Regions from separate parts of the Salvelinus alpinus genome. Here region 2 is linked to region 1. Evidence: chromatin contacts called from public Hi-C data. All regions are on one chromosome and are shown on one strand. The core of a region is the stretch at or near the end of the contact, and the rest is flanking DNA. Distances in the headings are between cores, read along the strand shown. Region 1 holds the start of LOC139553402 (homeobox protein Meis2-like). Region 2 holds the start of cdin1 (CDAN1 interacting nuclease 1).

Region 1 (7,754 bases), core at 1,526-4,025:
TAGTCGCGAAACTTTGACAAGTATTTGAGTTGCTCATTCCACTTTCTGGGACCCTAGTCACATTTCACGTGGGGTCAGAAAGAGTTCAGCCTGGTGAGGTAATGCCGTATGTGTTGCATGAGGAAAACATTGACAGGGCTACGTATAAACAAAAAAAACTTCACTGTAGATTATGTAAACACTGAGATAAATAAATGAATAGTTAGTTAATCACTAGATTTTAACATATACATTCGAGTATTGATATTGTCTGAACATCAATTGAACAAAAGCCTACTACAAAACTTCCGAAAATAACCATAATTTAAATATACCTGAACGCAATTCAGAATTATCTTTGTATTGACCTTTAGGTTACTGAAAGTGTTGGTTTTCTGTCCCCTTCAGAAAAGTCTATGATCTACTCTTATCTGTGGGCTTTCTATAGCCAACATGAGCTTTTCCTATTTGCATAATCTCAAATACTAAGGCGGGCCAACTCAGAACAAAGTAACAAACAAGATTAGGCCGATGTTATTTGTTCCTGTGGTTAAGCAGCGATTGTTTCTAAAGAAGTATTTAAGGTCACTAAGAGGATTTAAACCCCGATTTGTATCAGTGACCTTTTTGAAGGAATTAAATCAACAAAACATTTCTCCATATTTAGCAACACGATAGGCTACCAGGCTACTTTAGAGGAAGCCATGGCAAAGTGGAGATATTGGTGTCTGTTTTGAAATGGGAGTTTGGGGGTTACTTTTTTACAGTAGGTGCACTTTTAGGATGTGACACCGAGTGGATCTTTAGCCTCGTGATTGTCTCAGTAGTGTTTTCCTTGAAATAGATCCGCTGCCCCCTAATGAATCCAAACGCAGCTGGCCATGTCCCACACGGACACCGAGAGCTTTAACCCTAAACTGACCTCAATTTGACACCACCAGATGAAATTTTACCGCCTGTTAATGCCATCTTCTGCAGAAGAGACGGATCCGCATGTTGACGGAGATGCACTTCTACTTGAACACAGATTGTGTTCATATGTATCCTTATCCATATCAGTCCTCAACCTGAAAAGTCACACAATGGGAAATCCACTAAACATAATGGGAACTTGGGCATGATATGGGACACTTGAAAGGTCTTGGGTTGCAAACACTTGCATGTTTCCAAAACCATGAGAACATGTTTTAGGTATCCTCCATTTAATCTAGGCTATGTTCTAGGTTTTATAAGGCTAATTTAATCGTATTATTAAATATGAATTAGAATTATATTAAGACTATTAAGTATTAGGATTGAAATACAATATCCAGAACGAGGATTTAGAGTGTATAAAAGTGTATTTATTGCCATAACTAAAATATAATGTCTCACTAACAGGATTCTGATTTATTTGATGTTATTCAGATTTATGTTAGATTTGAATGCTGATAGAGGCTATATTTTGGATTCACCATTACATGGCATTGCATTGTAATGAATAGCATGTCCTTAGCTTGTACCAAGAACTATAAGTAAAATACCTAAAATAAACTTCATAAACATTTAACATATTGTGTTATATACATTTTATAAAATATACAACTTTTGAATGTTCAAAAGGTTGAGGTGCATTTTGGAAGAAAAGGCTATTTCATATATGACCACCTCAAGTTTCACAAGCTCTTCGAATGTGTACATCACCCGCCTTTAGGCCAAAATATATATAAGATAAAAGATTTGTTAAAAAAAAAACTGTGTATACGATTTTGACCGTATAACGTAAAAATGTGCCACATTTTACTTATCCAACGCTTAAAAATGTTACTTACATTTTTGGGGATTGGATAGCTCTAATGCGACTGAATCATTCATACATTCACAGAATAGGCCTAATCATATCAGCTACTTAGCCTGACTTTCCACAACTGCACTGTTGGAGAACCTTCCGTTTTACGAGACACAACAAAGGACATAATATGATTCACTTACCATGTTTGTCCGGAAGAAAAACGCTAGGGTTAGTGTACAGGTCATAGTGCACGATATCATTATAAGCATTCGGGCTAACATCAAAAACCCATGTCTTCAAAAGCTCACGCATCCAGCCCCTGGTTCTGTTCACAGAATGTAACATCGGTCAGAGGTATTTGGAGACGATGCATGCGGCTCTGCGCATAACACTGTAGTTCCTTCTCGGGCTATTGCACGTTGAACTGTCCACACAGCCGTTCGTCAACCCTGCTTTCCTACTTTTTCTTGTAGGGCTTCCCACCCCCTTATGCCAACAAACATAATTGTTGTCACAGTCCTTCATTTTTAAAATATTTTTCAATTGCTATTTCTATTGTCATCCCAAGCAACCGTATGGCGCGTTTGTTTGTTGGGAGTATATTGACCTTACAGCTGAATCCAACCCTTTAGCTCATCCAACCTATGAATGGTTAATTTCGACAACCACCAAAAATGTCACCGAGCCATAAATGTATCAATTTATGTGAAAACATATCAATATAACGATGATGCCATCTGCGCAAACGTGTATATTATCATTGATGGAGCTAAATATTAAAAGGGATAGATGGCCTGTTTCGGTTTTGTGCGTAAAAAAGCTTGGGCTCAGGGAAAAAGGGCTATAGCCTCAGCGCAATCGATGGCCGGAGCGTTGCTCCTCCTCTAAACTTCAAACTCAAGACATGATTGATGATCTTGGGGAGCTTTGATAATTGACTACTCTGAGGTAAGGCACGGATTTCTATCTAGAGAGGGGATTGGACGAGAGAAACATACAAAATTACTTTCTCTACAAAAGCTTTTTCTTTTTGGAAAAGTTCATTCTGGACTGAGAAGGGGTGCGCCATATCGTTTAATTTGCTAAACAGCCCCGTTCATAATTAGCAGTACGATTAAAAGGTATTACCGAGATATTTCATACTAGGCACACCGGCTATAACCACAACACAAGATAACAAGTAAGCGTTAACAAGTAAGCGTCATGCTCATAAATTAAACTCAAAACGAATCAGGTATCTTTACAGTGTCATTATAGATGATTTGACTAGAGATCATGTTTTGATTGCGTGACGGATTCTTAGTTTAGAATATTTTTGAGTGAAAACAATAAGTATGAGTGGTGATGTGTGAACAATAGGCTACTTACTGTTCATTATTTATCATATTTATGATAACTTTTTTGACTCGTGAACGGTACGAGGTGCCACGCGTATTTCTTTCAGACTATTTGCAATAGTGAAACTAGAACAAGTTAGTCGTGCGCCTTAGCTCGGGCTTTTCCTACTCTTATTATACAGCGCTTATAGGTCCGCGTTGGCATGTATAGGGAAACGCTGCTTCGGATCTAAAAGCATAGCAGATTAACACAAATAGGCTACTTCACTTTTTTTCTTTTCTTTTTGCTTCTCACTTATCAGCGAAGGGAATTGCCTGGGAGTGTAGAATCTGTGTTGTTTGGCTCCCCCCGTGAGGAGTTGAAGCCGTCCTCGTGCATACTCTGCATATCACAGGATTTGGTCTCTCCTCTCTTTCTGTAGCTGCTGTAGGACTGGCTATGGCCACCGCTACTTCCGGGTTCCGTCATTTCATTCTCCCGCCGATCAGCGCAGCAAACTGACTCTGTTCTATAAGCAAGCTAGCAGCCAACCTGCCAACACTCGCTGACACTCACTCATCTCAGACCGCGAGATAGACGAAATACCTACGGGGAAAGGAAAGATCTGAATTGCAATCTCTTAATTTCTATTGCTTTTTCTTTTTACAGTAATAATAAAACAAGATAGCAATCCGGAGGCATAAAGAGGACGCGGACTTGCTGGATGAAAACGGGCTGAAAAGATTCATCCTCTCTTGAACATCATCACCAACCATCATTCATTCATTACCTTGACAACCCCTGGCTTTGATTGACAGCTGGAGTGGCAAAAAGCCACGAGACACGACAGTTTAGTTACATGCAGGTTGTTGATGGGCCGATTGTAACCTTCAGTTTGGTGCTTGACATTTTTTTTTATTTTTGGGGGAAAGAGGAAAACAAGAAAAATTGCAAAACTCCTCCTGATGCTTCTGCTTGCACTCTACCACATTGGAGAATAGGAGAATTCGCAAAGTTGGTTGAAAAAGGAATCTTACCAGTAAATCACTTTCTAACCTGACTGGGATATTAAATATACGACACATCCAGGAGTTTATTGGAGCGCAGCCTGATGGCGCAAAGGGTAGGTTTTAAATCTCCAACACTTACCTATACAAATCCACTCTAGGAGGGCCTCCATATCGCTATCCTCTTGTCAGTGGCGGCTTATTTATAAATTGTTCATATCTAAGCCGTTTTATTTGACATTTTTGCAGTAGGCTACCTTTACTCTTCAAGCGGAGTTAAAGCCTCTGCTTAACCGACGGTCTCCGCAGCATTCGTGGAGCAGTTTTAAAGGGACTCCTAAGTAATTCGGTGTTTTGCCAAAGTAACCCACCTTCGGGGATTCAGAACTTTAAAATGTTTTTGGTAATTACAAATACAAACCTTATCAATGTATTCACTTGGTAGTTTAGCCATGGCGATTGCCTTTTCTGCCGAAGCAACAGGAATGGCACAAGGATTTGCTTACTTTTTTCAAATGCTGGTGTAGTAGCCTCGTTTTACTATATCGCTTTGACTATAGCCTACTATGACTTCAGTAACATGTTACCTGATAATTAGCCTATATGTACATTTTGGCCACGTTACGCGTGAATTTCTATCCTCTGACTTTGTTGTTGTTTTATTCCAGTACGATGAGCTGGCCCATTATGGTGGGATGGACGGAGTCGGGGTCCCGGCGTCTATGTACGGAGACCCGCATGCTCCACGGCCGCTACCCCAAGTCCATCACTTGAACCATGGACCACCGCTCCATGGCCAGCACTACGGTGCTCATGCACCCCATCCCAGCGTTATGCCCAACAGCATGGGCTCCGCTGTCAACGATGTTTTAAAGAGGGATAAAGATCAAATCTATGGGTAGGTGGACTATAATTACATACTTTATTTTTAATCTATTTTACGCTTTCAGTGTGTTTTGACTCATGGACGTTTTACTTGTTGCAAAAGTTAACCCAGCGTAGGCCTATATGCATTAGCAAGTTTACAAAATGAAGTGTAGTTTAGATAAAAATTAAATATTGTCAGAACCTAGAGGTCTATGTTTATCAGTCATCTGATATTATCACAACTTACATTTTAAAAAGAATATGGATAACTATTATAGTATACAATTAAAACTAAGCATGTTTTAAATAGAAGGATGCATCTTATTGGCACATTGTAACAAGGGGATAAACACACACTGCAACGTATGGTTATGGCTACTTGTAAAAAAGTTGATAGGTCCGAGTTTAAATTTGGTATAATCGCCAAAACATTATAATAGTCAGCACTAATGCGTTAGTGTCCGTGCGTAACATGCATTGGAAAAATATAAGACAAATGATGTCATTTGTAAACAATGCATTTTGCCATTGATGTGCACATAGCTTATTCATAAAATGTTTACAAAGTAATCTACTTTATGGAAGAATTTGGAGATACGTTTCAAATGTTATCTCAGTCAAAACCTTGGAAAGTATAGTAGTTTAAATTATTCCTGACAAATTCTTCACTATTTACACTCCTTGGGATCTTTAGTTTTACGCACAACTTTAACTTGCTGTGTCGCCGTGTGATTAGCTTGTGTTAAGCCTGTGTGGAGGAGCTGGCTGCCAGGTTGTGCTCAGGCTCTGTTTCCCCTCTTGCAGTCACCCATTATTCCCACTGCTCGCGCTGGTTTTTGAGAAGTGCGAACTGGCGACGTGCACTCCGAGGGAGCCTGGGGTAGCAGGCGGCGATGTCTGCTCCTCCGACTCCTTCAATGAGGACATCGCAGTCTTTGCCAAACAGGTCACTTTTTATATATTTTCTAAACACCTAATAGGATTTTCCAAGTGCTCATGGCACACGTAGCACACGTATCTTCTTGTTAACTTTTTACACATTTCACTTTTTTGATTTTTAAAGTTAACGTTGAACATTTGAAAATTAAAAGTGTGTTTGTTAGGTTATATAATTTCGAAGTTAAAACGCAAATTCACTGATAATATTGACTCATGAATGTCTACACAGCATGAAATGCAAACATAATATAACTTTGAATTGTGTTTTATTTATTATACAACATTATTGCACTAAAGTCAAATATATATTTTGGAATGGATTCATGACTAAATGCATTCAACGCCTGTAAGAAGTAGTCGAATTAACCCCACATCTTTGGTGTTATTCTAGGTCCGAGCAGAAAAACCTTTATTTTCATCAAATCCAGAGTTGGACAATTTGGTAAGCACTATGCACGACCGTTTGCCTTTCAATTCCCTTTTTGGTGTAACTGTTACTTCTACTTAGGTTGTTTTTTACTTAAACCATGCTCTTGTGTTCTCAGCATCGCAAAGTAAACATGTAAGGATTTGATGCAAAAGCACAACACAGATGTTAGATAGGTTTCTTTGAAGTGAACAAGGGGAAGCTCTGAGGGGTCTCGAGTGGCACAGCATTACGCTGCCTACAGGAGGCCGAGAGGGAAGCCTCTGATTAGGCTAAAAAGTGCTGGGACTCTCACTGGGCGAATCCTGCGCCATGGTCACTCATTGGGAGCAATGGAGCAGGATTTGCCGTTTAAATCGCTGCCTATGTAGCCCAGATCAATTGGCTCGGTTGACCAAATGTGTCTTGCCTAATTCAGTTGTTAGATCATCTTAACATTTTTATTTTTCAAATGTTAAATGAATAGCGAATGCAGTATCGCACACCACGACAAATGTGGGAAGCATAACTTTGCTCGAGAACCCCATAGTCTAAACTTCAAGAAAATGCAGGAATGTGTTTTTGTTATATGAAGTGAAAATAACAATGTGTAGCCTTATGCTTACCATTCCATTATACTTTCATAATTTGAAGACTCCAAAAATGTTGATGTTTATTATTGTTTATTCTTGTTTTCAGATGATACAAGCCATACAAGTATTACGATTTCACCTTTTGGAATTAGAAAAGGTATTATTTTTTTTACAATTCATATTTTTATTGTGTGATTATAGTGTTTGAGACGTGATCCGCTTTAGATTCTGCATGTGGCCCTTTATTTACATAACTCGTGTAGTACGTAGCCTAGTTTGTTGCACAAATGTGAAAGTTAGACAGTTTTTGAATTTAGCTGAAAATTAGTTTATATTCTATGTGATGTAATACATTATTAAGAGAAACATATTAATATTCAACTATTAAAATACTATAATGTTTAATTGTCATAAAGAGACTCATAAAATAATTCCGAGTGATTGGATTGAATTCACACTCTTGGGCCTATACAATACACTGACCGTATTGATAATGCTTTGGCATTATTGTTATGGTAATATCACAGGTTTGAAGGCTGGAGATTTGGCCTCAACTGGTTATTATATGTCGAGCTTACGCATGGTGTTTATTTTTTTCCGTTCAACTTGTTGCCCTGGTCTCAAGAGAATAATAACCGCTGCAACAATGTCACTATTGTTTCCTTGCGCGGATAATGCCCCTTAATTGTAGGCTAGATATTCTTGGACTGTCTGCACCGTTTCCCCATCCTGACAATTTTTTATTTTCTCCTTGTTCTAGGTGCACGAGCTCTGCGACAATTTTTGCCACCGGTACATCAGTTGTTTGAAAGGAAAAATGCCAATAGATCTAGTTATAGACGAGCGGGATGGAAGCTCGAAGTCAGACCACGAAG
Region 2 (7,100 bases), core at 4,043-6,542, 190 kb after region 1:
CCCAGCAGAAAGACTGACAGACACCCCGTGGAAATGACCTATCACAATCGTTATCGTTTGGGATTTTGATCCTCTTCCTATTGACTCTCCTATCAAAAGCAGTGAATGCTAAATGCTATTGTGAAATATAATTTCCAATTAGTTGATGTATTACAACTCAAATTCAGGGCAAACAACGTGCATATTCTGCATTTATTTTTGTGACATAGGCCTACATCACCAGTTCCATATTAAGAGTAAAGAACAGGCCTATAAGAATTCACAGTCAACAGTTCCTGCATCTAGCTTGTCATCCATCTGCAGTGAGACAGTTGTTATTAACATGACAGTCATGAAAGCACTAACTAGAAAGTAGCCAGGTCATTATACTACTTCTATCTCCATAGTGACCAGAACCGTGCAGTATTGTGATACGGGTTTGACAGTGATACCTCTCCCTGCCTGCCTGTCCCCTCTCCCTGGCACACCCCCATGTGGGTCAGTCCACTCCTTTACCCCCCTGCCCACAGTCAGGCTGGCCAGTATTTACACAGTGGCAGGGCTCCCACACAGTCAGACTGGGGAGGGGGGGGGGGATTGCCTGCCTGCCGTGCCTGAGCGCATGCTAAGAGATGATGGATGGCCTAGTCGATATGTTATGTCTTAAGAGCCTGATTTCCTGCCAGTCCAATCACTAACCCTCCAGAGCCCGGCTCAGCTGATTGGACAAGCAGAATAATTTTGCAGGCTGTGAAAACACTGCTGCCGTGCCTGTCTGTCAGGCCCGATGACAAGACTCAGGGTTTTTAAAGAGCAGGGGCCTCTCCGAGAAAGAAATAATAACAATAACGGCTAAGACTAAACAAAAGAGTCGGCACCGCTGAGAGGAGCGCTATACAGTTATCACCCCCGGAAAACAGTTCTTACTGGAAGGATAGTGGTAGTTAGAGGTTTTGGTTGAGAAACAGAAACACTGTGGGGTAAAAGATCACATTCAGAACCTAAACAAACATTACAATGATGTATACTAATATGGACAAAAAGGTGGTACATATGTAGCTGAAACGCACTTTTCACATAACACATTCTGTAAAATGCTGACACTAAGAACAAAGGCCTGCTCAAAGTAGGCTGTGTCCCCCTTGGGGACCCCAGTGCCTTCTTCTATCGGTGATTAGGGCACAATGCTAGTAGGAAGCTCCAAATCCATTCGACTTTGTAAGTGACCTCGGCAGGATCTAGCGGTGTCCTGGTGGCCTTGGGGGATTACACGTGTTACATTCAATAAAGAGCGCCCCCTCAGTGTCATGGAGAAACGCAACACAGCCATTAACCCCCGCTTATATTTCTGAACATGCAGCCAGCTACATAGTGGACCAGAGGAGAGGCTGGCTCGCTAATGTAATGAAATTCAATGCAGAGACATTGAAAAGTACTGTCTATGGATTATTTCTTAATGAGGCTGAATTTAGTAGGACATTATGAACAAAGTATATTGAAATAAATGCACACATTTTTGCCCTTAATATAACAGCCTACATAACTGAAGATGTATCTATTGCTAATTAATTACAACAACCAGTGCAATAAATAATAATTTAAACTTACTGACACGTAACACAATGAATGCATGAAAATGTGCAGTTTTCATTGTATTGATATTTTCTTTAATAAAATATTGGCTATTGACCTTGACTGGACAGACAGTACGCTGCCTACTGGTGTGGGAGTCAACAGCATGCTATGTTGCAGAGGCAGAACCTCTACTGTAATTTAAAGGCCCAGTGCAGTCAAAAACGTAATTCCCTATGTTTTCTATTGCCACACTATGAAGTTGGAATAATACTGTGAAATTGTACAAATTATTCCCTTTTAGTGTAAGAGCTGTTTGAAAAGACCGCCTGAAATTTCAGCCTGTTTTGGTGGGAGGAGTTTTGGCCTGCCTGGTGACAGCACCAGGTGTTAAATTAGTTAATAGACCAATAAAACAATTTTTTTGAAGAGAGTTACAAACCTCTCTGCCAATAACAGCTAGTTCAGGTTTCCCCTTCCCACTCAGACAGGGCTCCAGACTAACATTTTCCCCTGGTGGCACTAGTGCCACAACGTTTTTCAGTTCGTGGCACCAGCCCATGATTTGGTCGCACAATTTTTGTTTCTCTCGCTGCGTCACGCAACATAAAAATGTTGTATTGTCTTAAGTAATTTAATAAAGTGCTTTATTAAAAAGTATAATAGACTACTGAGATGGTATTCAACAAATAAGTTGTTTTATCTGTTGATATTGTGATTAAAAATATTTTTATTTGCAACCTAATACAGTGATTTCATGCATTTTCAGTTGACAATCAGCCTGTGTTTATTATTATTATTATTTTTAATGTCTCCAGAATGGTCTGATTTAATTCAATAGAGATTCATTTGCCCACATCTTTATGTGCACTAATATCATAGGCTAATTTATTAGGGGCTAATTAACCACCTAAGTGAAAACTCAAAACCCATTAACTAGATTACTAACATAAAAAATATATATATTTTTTTTTTCTTTCTCACAAATTTCTAAAAAGCTATTTTTGCTTTGTCATTATGGGGTATTGTGTGTGGATTGATGTCACTCAGATTTTTTTTACCAGCCTAAATATTTACACCAAAAACCCAGATGGGCATGCTTTGTAATGTTTCTAAAACCATAAATGTATTACTACACTGAACAAAAATATAAACGCAACATGTAAAGTGTTGGTCCCATGTTTCATGAGCTGAAATAAAAGATCCCAGAAATGTTCCATACGCACAAAAAGCTTATTTCTCTCAAATTTTGGGCACACATTTGTTTACATACCTGTTAGTGAGCATTTCTCCTTTGCCTAGATAATCCATCCTCCTGACAGGTGTGGTAAAACAAGAAGCTGATTAATGATCGTTACACAGGTGCATGATCGGCATGATCGTTACACAGGTGCACCTTATGCTGGGAACATTAAAAGGCCACTCTAAAATGTGCAGTTGTCACAACACAATGCCACAAATGTAACAAGTTGAGGGAGCGTGCAATTGACATGCTGACTGCAGGAATGTACACCAGAGCTGTTGCAAGAGCGTTGAATATTCAATTCCCTACCATAAGCTGCCTCAAATGTTGTTTTAGAGAATTTGGCAGTACATCCAACCAGCCTCACCACCACAGACCACATGTATGGCGTTGTGTGGGCGAGCGGTTTGCTGATGTCAACATTGTTAACAGAGTGCCCCATGGTGGCGGTGGGGTTATGGTATGGGCAGGCATAAGCTACGGACAACAAACACAATTTCATTTTTTCAATGGCAATTTGGATGCACAGAGATACCGTGAACGAGATCCTGAGGCCCATTGTCGTGCCATTTATTCGCCGCCATCACTTCATGTTTCAGCATGATAATGCACAGCTCCATGTCACAAGGATATGTACACAATTCCTGGAAGCTGGAAATGTCCCAGTTCTTCCAGGGCCTGCATACTCAACAGGCATGTCACCTACTGAGCATGTTTGGGATCCTCTGGATCAACGTGTACGACAGCATGTTCCAGTTCCCGCCCATATTCAGGAACTTCACACAGCCATTGAAGAGGAGTGGGACAACATTCTACAGGCCACAATCAACAGCCTGATCAACTCTATGTGAAGGAGATGTGTCACGCTGCATGAGGCAAATGGTGGTCACACTAGATACTAACTGGTTTTCTGATTCATGCCCCCACCTTTTTAAGGTATCTGTGACCAACAGATGCATATCTATATTTCAAGTCCTGTGAAATCCATAGATTAGGCCCAAAGAATTTATTTCAATTCACTGATTTCCTTATTTGAACTTTAAATCAGTAAAATATTTAAAATTGTTGCATTTATATTTTTGTTCAGTGTAGTAAGGTATGTTACATTTTGTATAGTATGTATTAACTGTTGGATGTCCAGCATCCATTTCATATGATATGTTAATTACAATTTGTTTTAATGTTATGAATTTCCAAAACGTATGATATGTTACAAATTCCAATTTATTGTGGGCAATGTTAGCTAGGTGGCTAACGTTAGCTACCACTAGGGGTTAAGGTTAGGGTGCAGGCCTGGGCAACTCCAGTCCTCAGGGGCCTGATAGGTGTCCCACTTTCCCCAGCCCCAACTAACACACCTGACTCCAATAATCAACTAATCATGATCTTCAGTTAAAAATGCAATTAGTTTAAATCAGGTGTATTTGCTAGGGATGGGGGGAAAATGTGACACCAATCAGGCCCCCAAGGACTAGAATTGTCCAGGCCTGGTTAACTAAAACGGTTAAGGTTAGGGGAAGGGTTAGTTAACATGCTACTGTAAGTAGTTGCAATGTAGCAAGTAGTTACTAATTAACTATAATTGTAAAGTTATCAGTGATGGGATTTGAACACACAACCTTTGGGGTGGCTAGACGTTCGCGTTATACGCTCACCCAAACACCCTCTTTCTTTTGTCTTAAGTAACTCTTATGTAAACATACCAAACGTAACATATAATTAATTAGAGGTTCCTGGTTTACTATGTTACGTCCAGTCTATGAGACCCGCCTGTAGCACTACCTAGCCTACTTGCTAACACTCACATGAGGGCGAAGCTAGCATGGCTATCCGAATTATCGTGTTATGTGGAAATCCCGTTAGCTATGGAATGTGCCGAAAAGCTCGTAACAGCTTCGAGCTACACAATTATGCAGGGATAGGCTCATACAGCAGGACAACAAGCATCAAGGACATAACAAGAGTTTATGACAATATCAATAGGGTAAACTATATTGAAACATGCATCACTTACTTTGGAAATCTTTGCCTCAGTATCGTCATACACTGACGCGTGGGTCTCAAATGTTCGGTGCATTTCACTATCTCCTTGTATTCAGCTCGAGACAGCTTCATTTTTAATCATCTGCGTGGCTAAACAAATAGAAGACAAGACAACAATCAAAAACGTGCAAGTTCTGATATCAGCTCGCATTGGCAAAATAAGCTATGAAATTGCTTGCTAACTAACGTTAGCAGTTTAGCTACCAATGTTGTTCAGTGTATCAAACTCTTTCAAATCGGTCACATAAACGACAGTAAATAGTCCGCTAGTTTAATAATAGCTACTGCATGCAATGCTAAGTCAATATAATACAGGAAAAAACAATGCTATTTTCCAGTAAAACAATGTTATTACAATAAATGCAAGGAGCACAATACACTTCCTGGTTTCTTACCGCGAGAAAGTTAAAACATACACGTCAGTATGAACAGCCCTCCTATTGGTCTATATTGCAGGAGCTGAGTATACCGGCAAGGGATAGGCTCGCTACGGTCTTCGCTTCAGTGATTCAATACCAACAACAGCACTATCAAACCTAAAAGACCTGGTTAACTTTCTTTGACAGATTTGGAAAATATCACCTGTAATATCATAGCAATACATTCGCATAGGTAGGAAATGCATACAGTGGGACAAATTATGCTCCATTCAAGACCAATGCATGGTACTCTTTCATTATAATGAATTATATATAGTAGTAGCCTAAACAATAAATGGAACCCTACAGCAAAATAAAAAACACATTTTTATAATTCTGATAGCCTAAAATAGCTGAATTGAAAGGGAAAGCATACTTAAAAAAAAAAATTTGGGAATAAAATACATTCACTTGGAACGTTTTTCACAACGACAACCTGAATAATTTTTATATTTTTATGATTATCTGGAAATTAAACTATCGATTACAAAACTGCCTATTATAAACTGATGTCCTCTAAGTAGTAGAGTTGTACACCCCCCTCAAGCATAGCCATGTATCAACACCTTCCAAAACCCTGTAATCCTCTTTTTCTGCCAAAGGGTGATTTAAAGGGATTTGGAATTAAAGACAGGAGATCTGGATTTTTAGACATGAATACAAAGTGGATTCCTTTTAACTCCAAAACCCCAGCGACATCTCAAGCTGTCCTTCCCCACTGACTCCAGATCAGGTTCCATATGAAGTAGTTTAGAAAACTTTAGTCTTTAAAAGTAGTCTTTGGTTGGGGCACACTTTGGCTCTTATGAAGTCTGGAGGGAAAGTGTAACAAGTTAGAGTAGGTGCTGTGGGGCAGGCAGGCATCATTTATTGATGTGTTATATCTTCTTTCATTTGAGCTCTTCATAGTTTATACTCCGAGTGTCCGTGACAGGAACACTTAGCTGGGATTGTGAATAATGATATACTAGACAACACTAAGAAGATTTGTAAAAGCAGGGTATTGAGCTTAGTGCAGAAGTGTGTGCCTGAAGTGAATTGCCCTCTTTATTTTGGGACACAAGCCTACACAAATAATAAAGTATTCAGCCTATTATTATACTGCAAATATCATTCTCAAAATGTAATATCATATGAGTACAGACATGATCTATGGCTAAAATATAATATAAGTATTTAAAACCAGTGGTACTCTGGTTTTAGGGAAGTTGTGGGTAGGCCTAATTGTATTTGACTATGTTATATAATGCAGGTATTGAGTGCTCTCTTTTTAAGGTCTACTTTGTCAGATCAATATCTTATTTTTTTTTTTACAATGGTCTTATTGTGTAATTAATCTCTGAGCAGTGCTAAATCATAGTCTGGCCTAATATAATCTCTCTCACACTTACACACACACACTTAATTTACAGGTACCTGATAGAAGGAAAGCTGGCTACAGCAATATAACCGAGTCATTTCTATGGTGACTATTTATTACATTTTGTACAATAGGCAAACGCTAGATTTCTTTTGTTACCCTAGAATGGTCTGGAGCTTAAATTATTATAAAACATTTCATAACTTGAATTACATCTCTAAATCACAACAAATGATAAAAGAAAAACAAATTGATCCACCTATTTTTCTTTCAAATTTTATTGTGTCCCGAATCATAGGATTATATCAATACTTTTGTCATGATATGTCACATTTTATCATAACATCACTACACCTCCAGCACATGGCATTAGTACATTGTATGAATGAACGTGGTTTTCCCTTTATGGCGAACACAAAGGTGTCACGGGCCAGCCAGACTCACTCTGACCTGACCTGTGGTGTATCAAAATAAAGCTGTATTG

The links. Hi-C and Micro-C count contacts between places; a contact is called where the count stands out from the background.
Region 2: a contact with region 1 is called in a Hi-C map of muscle, with 6 times the contacts expected there. The contact joins the promoter of cdin1 here to the promoter of LOC139553402 in region 1. A contact is called at or near these places in 2 of 3 Hi-C or Micro-C datasets (muscle and red muscle).

The regions. Positions count from the first base shown.
Region 1 is chr25:13,865,130-13,872,883 of SLU_Salpinus.1, forward strand. It overlaps LOC139553402 (homeobox protein Meis2-like), which reads left to right and starts at 2,776. Exons shown (of 12, transcript XM_071365689.1): 1 at 2,776-2,930; 2 at 4,743-4,972; 3 at 5,746-5,887; 4 at 6,272-6,322; 5 at 6,986-7,036; 6 at 7,640-7,754. The coding sequence starts at 4,770.
Region 2 is chr25:14,054,788-14,061,887 of SLU_Salpinus.1, forward strand. It overlaps cdin1 (CDAN1 interacting nuclease 1), which reads right to left and starts at 5,293. Exons shown (of 12, transcript XM_071365692.1): 1 at 5,233-5,293; 2 at 4,809-4,927. The coding sequence starts at 4,909.